Regions from separate parts of the Mus musculus genome. Here region 2 is linked to region 1. Evidence: chromatin contacts called from public promoter capture Hi-C data. All regions are on one chromosome and are shown on one strand. The core of a region is the stretch at or near the end of the contact, and the rest is flanking DNA. Distances in the headings are between cores, read along the strand shown.

Region 1 (3,446 bases), core at 372-2,871:
GAAGACCTTAGGTAAGCAAATTTAGATTCTGTTATTTGACCTAAGTGGTATCTCCTAAAGTGCCAGCCAGTCCCCTTAGATGCCATCCAAAATCCTTTCAAGGCTCAGCTTCCTTGTTAGAAAGAGAATATTTAAATAAATGTTAAATATTAAATATTTTAAAATATTAGATAGACTTTGAACCAGGCCACAAGCCCTGTCCTAACAGAAAACTGAGTAGGCTTGCCTACTACTAACATAGGCATGGTTACTAACTAACATAGGCATGGTTACTAACTAACATAGGCATGGTTAATCAGGTTAATCAGTCCCTTTTCTTGCTACTTGTGTTGTGGGGTGGGGGACGAGGCTTTAACACACACACACACACACACACACACACACACACACACACACACATCCAGATAGCTCCTGACTTACAATTCTTCATCCTAAAGATGGTGTGAAAGCAATATGAATTCTGTAAAAAAAAAAAAATCAGACTTTGCATTTTAAATTTTGATCATTTCCCTGGTAAGCAGCTCTAGGTACTTTCTGGTGAGGTGGGGGGCAGCTGCAGCTTCAAGAAAGGCTGCTATGTTGTGTTGCTAAGCGATGGCATTGAGTAGACTAGGCATATACATTTTCAACAATTTTCTGTGTGCATGTGGAGGCCAAAGGATGTCATCAAGTGTCCTTCTGAGTCACTCTTCACCCTACCTTCTGAGACAGGGTCTCTCATTGAACCTAGGACTTGGCGATTAAGTTAGACTAGTTGGCCATCCAGCCCAGGCACCCTCCTTCCTGTCTCTGGAATTACAGGCATGTAATTTTGTGTAGGTGCTGGTTGACAGACCTCATGTCCCACCTACCGAATCATCTCCCCTGGGCCCAAGGTATCTGCATTAAATGCATTTTTTTTTAACTTACATTTCTAACTTACCTTAAGTTTATCAGGTTGTATACCATGTAGGTTGTTTTGTTTTGAAACAAGGCCTCATGTAGCTTAGATCTGGAACGTACTACTTAGCTTAAGGTCATACTCACCTTGCGCCTTCCACAAGCTGAGATTACAGATGTGTTCTAGGAGCACCTGTGCACTACTACCTCCCTGAATCTTCACCTCCTGTCCCCTTGCGGGACGGAGATGCTGAGGCCTAATGACTTAATTATCACCGGTCACACAACTGAGAGAGATCTGAGTCCAACAAGCCGATTTCAATACCTCCAAGCTAGTTAGATTGCCATCTTCAGTTGCCACTGCAACAGTTAACTCTGCATAAAGGTGATGAGGGTTGAATCTGTTATTGAACAAGCCACAACTCCACCACTGCTTCGGGCATGACCATCTAGACTAGCTCTGGGGCCCAAAACAAATAAGGGGAGTCTGCAGATGGTTCTGGACAAGATGCCGCCTCTAAATTCCAGAGCAGCTCTCAGAAGAGCACCTAGGCAGAGGCAAGCCTCTCAGCCTACCTCCAGGTGGCGCTGTAGGACCGACCTCGACTTCAAAGAGCGGTTGAGTCGGAAGGCCGCCGGCGGAGTCTATCAGCATAGAGAAAAAGCGGCTCCTGGCCTAGAGAGGCGTTCCCCAGGACCGGCCCGCGTCGCCGACGACCACTGCACTTCCGTTTCCGGGTCTTGCTTCCGGAAGTCGCTTTCCGAGGCGGCCTTCCTACTCGTGTGGTCTTTGTGACTTCCACCATGGCGTACCGCGGCCAGGGCCAAAAGGTGCAGAAGGTGATGGTGCAGCCCATCGTATCCTACGCTGCGTGAACTCGGGGCTTTGGGGGCCGTAGGCGCCGTGAGCGTGGGCGGGGAGCCGGGCAGCCCGCTGCGGGCCGCTTCCCGTGAGGCCCTGGGGCGAACGGGGAGGCAGGAAAGCGCGCGGAGTTGAAGGGCGGCGGGAGGCGGGAGGCGGAAGGCGGGCTCCGGGTGGACCCGGCCAGGCTGGCGATCCGCGATGAAAGCGGGGGATACCGAGGAGGAGAGGAGGATGTGGGCCATCGGGAAGGTTGGAGAAACGAGGGCGGTGGGGAGGGAGCGCATGCTCCCGGCGGTCGTTTGTGCTTGCGGATGTAGCCCGGCCGGACCTTGGGGCGCTGGAGAGTCCGGCGCGGTTGGGAGCGGAGGCTCCGCTGTTTGTGTAGTTCTTTTCCTTGATCGCCGTGCTGCAGAACCTTATCTTCAGATACTTGCAAAATGTACGTAAGTTGTTTCCTTACTGTTACTGAAATGAAAGTTGGGCCTGTTTGACTCTTTGTAACAAATTCTCTGTTTCTAGTGCTTAGACTAAAAAATTGGGGGGGGGGGAGAACCAGAGTTGAGGATAAGGTCACAGGGAAAGCGCTAATTATTAATATGTCCGTGCTGACTTAAGGATGCACACAGTTACCATTATTCTGTAAGAACAATGTAATTATATTTACTATTAAAATTACTCTGTAAGAACGATTTGTCATCGGATTTAGCAGTGACAGTTGCATAGTGCTTTTTCCATAGTTGGACTTAGAATGGAGAAAAGACACCAAAGCGGGGTTTGGGGGAGTGGGGGCGTTATATACAGAGAAGCGAGTGGCAAATGCTCTTCTTTGAGGAGATTTTAGCGATGTTTATTTTAGAGTGTTACAACACAGATGAAAAATCGTTTTAAGCCATTGTAATTTTTAATCGCCAGATTCGCTTTGTACTATCCTGTGAACAGTTCTAACTGTAAGTGTATTCATGCCAGAAGCAAAAATAAATTTTCAGAGTAGGAAAATTAGTTTGGACAGGCCTGCCCGAGCACTTATTAAATGTTTCTCAGCAGGTTAACCAGTGTTGCTAGCTCTTAGATGAAGACTAACTAGTTCTAGTTTTTGGCTTATATTTATTGGAATTTTTAAGATAAGTCGTTTATTGTGGAAACAAAGTAATGGAGTGGGATTTGTTTACATTTCTAAAGTCATTATTTTTATTTCAGAGATCTCGAATTCAGGTGTGGCTGTATGAACAAGTGAATATGCGGATAGAAGGTTGTATTATTGTGAGTACCCAGGCTATTTTTCCTCAAGTTGTTATTAAAAAAGACATCTCAGAAGATGGCCAGTAAGAACAATATACAAGGCGTCAAGGACCCAACCCAAAGAAAGCTCTTCAGAGCTGGAGTTATTTATTTAGCCTTTTCTCCTTGCTCTGGTTAATAGGGTTAGATAATACTTCTCTTAAGAGGAAGGGAAGGGAGAGGTTAGGCGGTGGTGGCGCACGCCTTTAGTCCCAGCACTCGGGAGGCAGAGGCAGGCGGATTTCTGAGTTTGAGGCCAGGCTGGTCTACAGAGTGAGTTCCAGGACAGCCAGAGCTACACAGAGAAACCCTGTCTTGAAAAACCAAAAAAAAAAAAAAAAAGGAAGGGAGAGTTAAGACTTTTAAGAAGAGCTTCGTTTGTGAGGAGAGGGAACAAAAACAAAATGAGAGGGGGGCGGGGAGT
Region 2 (3,446 bases), core at 703-3,202, 2.4 Mb before region 1:
GACAAGCTGATGGACTTACACATTCAACAAACAGGTATCGGGTGCCTGTTATGTGTCAAACTCTGCAGGACACCCAGACTCACAAGCCACTGCAAAAATGGAAAGGTTAAATATTTGCCCATGTGGACGCAAAGGGCAAGTGCCCTGTGTGTTTCAGGGATAAAGTGGGTGGGGCTCACCAAGAGAGACTTCCTTCTAAGCCAAGTCCGACCCTAGCCCCGCCTACGGGTAATCTGACATTCCATCTGTCCAATCCTGGTCACCCTGTTCCGAAAGGCTCCACCTCAATCTAGACTCCTGGGCTTTTTTGCAGTTTAGTGCAACAGGTGGCGCCCCCAGAATAAGGACATTTCTGTCCCAGGCCAGCAGCTGTCACCTTAGAAAGATTAAGATTCTCCCACCAGGCGACAAGGCTTGTTGTGCCCGAGACAGATACGGCTCGGATTCCCAGCCCGAGGTAATTAACCCGGAGAAAAATGTGACACATCTCCCGGACCGTCTGCGGTGTAGCGGGCTGCCCACTGGCTTCAGCTTTCCCCAGAGCTTGGAAGGATTTCTGAGAAGGGAGGATCCTGCTGCAGAGCCTCTGTGCTTTCCTGCTGTGGGGGTGCGCGAGCCCCCAGGTCAGGATCTCAACCCACAGCGTTCCTGCCCAGAATGCAAAAGGCTTAGGTCGCTGCGGAAAACCGGGTGAAGACGTACAGCAGAATGTACGGGGTTACTGAGCTCCACGCGCGAGTGCTGGTGGTCTTGCATTGCATTAGGGAGGTCACCGCTCTGTGTCCCAAGGCGGGGTAAGAGGCTAGGTCCCGCTGATCCCAGGAGACATAGCTGCACGGACACACTAATCCACTGTTTTTACACATAATCACTTCACACGCAGAGATTACCTACCTCAGATTGCATTCATAGTTGGCTGGGTTTCCGGGCTTTAAAGGCTTTCAGTTCGCGTTCTGGGGAGCATTGAGAGACCAGAGGCTGACCCAGACTCGCTAATCCTAATCTCTCCAGCTGCCACTCACCCGCCATCAAGGTGTCTCTGTGGGCCCGTTTTTCTCATCTGTTCAAATGGGTTAAGCTGACCTCCTAGGCATGTCCTTATTCTGTGGGTTAAAGGAGAGAATCTTCAGAAAGTTATGGGTTCTTCTGGACTGAGGGTCTCCCATCCTCCTCTGGATGTTCCCCCTAAGAAATTGTGGTTTGGTTCTTAAATTGGTTATAATTAACCAGAAGGAAACCGAACTATTGCTTGGACAGACACTGGTAGCTGGTTGGGGAAGTGGAGTGAGCCTGCTTATTTGCAGGGACTAATTAGCGATGTCCATAAGGATCTCTGCGGCTCTAATGATTCTAGCAGGAGTTTGGAAAATATTCGAGCCAATTGCTCACTCAATAGGGAAACTGAGGCCCAGAGATGGGGAGGTAATTTGCCCAAGTCCAGGCAGCCTAGAGGCAGCCTTGATAGTTCTTTGAGGCTGTTGCAAATCGGCTTCCCTGACCTGGGCCTTCATCCTGGCCCAATTTTAGGATTCTGGACTTTGCCCCATAGGTTTGCTTCCTACTTCCAAAACATTTTGAGTCCCTTAGTAAAGCGTTCCCTAGGCCATGTTTCTCAGGCTGGGAGAAGCAGGAGCCTGGAAAGTTAAAGAGTAGTCATGGGGTGGCAAGGGGTTTAGGGAGGTGAGATCTTCATGGGCACTGTGTACCTGATCTGTTTACAACTTGCTGTTAATAGATGCCATTAATCATAGCCAACTGCAGCTGGCTCAGCCTGGGGAAGAGCAGCAGCCTGCCATCTTTGAGAGGGACGAGCAAGAAGGAATATGGAGGAGGGGGCAGGTTCCTACAGTTACCTGACACAGGAAAACCAGTCCCAGAGGGACATGGCATGAGGACACATGTATGTTAGTGTCTTGTTCAGCCCAGCCAGCCCTCTACTAAATGTCCCAGCATGAATGAGATGCGAACACAAGGTCTGTTAAACATTATGTGCTTAGTGCATACCTTTATTTTTCTTTGTTAAAAGGTATTTATTGGCTTATTTTTGCATACCTTTAAGAAGTTACAGGGCTTTAGTCTGTATGAATGAGGCCCTAGGTTTGATTCCTATCATTGCAAAAAATAAAACCTAGGTGCTGGAGAGATGGCTCAACAGCTAAAAGTGCTCTTTAAGAGGATTCACATTTGATTTCTAGCATCCATAACAAGTTGCTCACAACCATCTGTAATCCAGTTCTAGGAGGTCCAGCACTTTGGTCTCCATGGACACCTGCACTCATGTACACATGTGCCTTACTATATCTATAATTAATAATAAGAGTGAAATTCTTTTTAAAAATAAATAGAAAAATAAATAAATAGAGCCTGGAATTTGGAAGGCCCTACTCTAAATATCAAGGGACTGTGAGGAGAGTTCGCTAGTCTCAATTGCTAGTTACACAGAGGAATCCTAATGTGATTTTTCTCCCATATCAATACAATCACTGGGTACTCAGAGGCCTTTCCTGGTAAGGGGACAGTGTGATATGAGCAGCCAGGTCACTGGGCTCAAGATATAAGTCCCATGTCCAAGATCATACATCTCTTTCTATGACCTCTGATGGTGTCTGTATTTCTCCACGTCTTAGACATTCATAGCACCTACCACTGAGATTCTAGATCCTTTTTGGGTCTATTAGGGTCAAGACCAGGACCTGGTGGACTAGATTTCTAATACTCCAAAACATTAAATATCTAAATATCTGATTAGTACTGATTATTAACTTAAAGAGATCTAGAACCACAGGAAACAAACCTTCAACATGTCTGTGAGGGATTTTCTAAACCAATTGAGATGGGAAGACCCAGGATAACTGTGGGTATCACTGTCCTGTGGCCCGGGGTCCAGGAGAAAGAGAGCTGGATGTTGGCTCTTCATCTCTTTCTGCTTCTTGGCTGAAGATACTATGTGATTACTTATGTCATGCCTGATGCTGTGCCCCCTGCATGATGGATGTGTCCTGTGAGCCAAGGTGACCCTTCCTTCCTTCCTTCCTTCCTTCCTTACATTGCTCCTACCAGATATTCTGCTACAGCAACCGGAAAAATAACTAGTAACCAGAGTGAGGTTGTGGCTGGGACAAATCTGACCGTGTTAGAACTGGTTTCTGGGAAGAATGTGGGGGGCAGGGGGTGGGGAATGGAACTTGGAGCTGGAAAAGCATTAAAGCACAAGCTGAGCTTAGTAGGTCATTCTGATGGGAGTTTGGAAGGCCAGGATGTTGGAAGAGGTATTCAGTGTGTGTGTGTATGTGTGTGGGGGCGTGGGGGGTGGGAGGTTGGAGGGGTGTTCATGAGGTTTCAAAGGAAAAGAGGAAATGTTGGGAACTGGACCACAGGCCATTTATGTGGCAAAGAACCTGTCTATATCTGCCCATGTCCTGAGAACTTGACTAGGGCAGAATTTT

What was found. Promoter capture Hi-C pulls out the DNA fragments that hold promoters and counts their contacts.
Region 2: a contact with region 1 is called in a promoter capture Hi-C map of liver, with 2.1 times the contacts expected there. The contact joins the promoter of Igfn1 here to the promoter of Snrpe in region 1. A contact is called at or near these places in 2 of 39 promoter capture datasets (erythroid cells and liver).

The regions. Positions count from the first base shown.
Region 1 is chr1:133,608,455-133,611,900 of GRCm38.p6, reverse strand. It overlaps Snrpe (small nuclear ribonucleoprotein E), which reads left to right and starts at 1,621. Exons shown (of 5, transcript NM_009227.3): 1 at 1,621-1,737; 2 at 2,157-2,183; 3 at 2,942-3,004. The coding sequence starts at 1,684.
Region 2 is chr1:136,004,848-136,008,293 of GRCm38.p6, reverse strand. Igfn1 (immunoglobulin-like and fibronectin type III domain containing 1) reads left to right here and starts at 1,952. Exons shown (of 27, transcript NM_177642.3): 1 at 1,952-1,973. The coding sequence starts at 1,952. It also overlaps a transcript of Tmem9 not described here.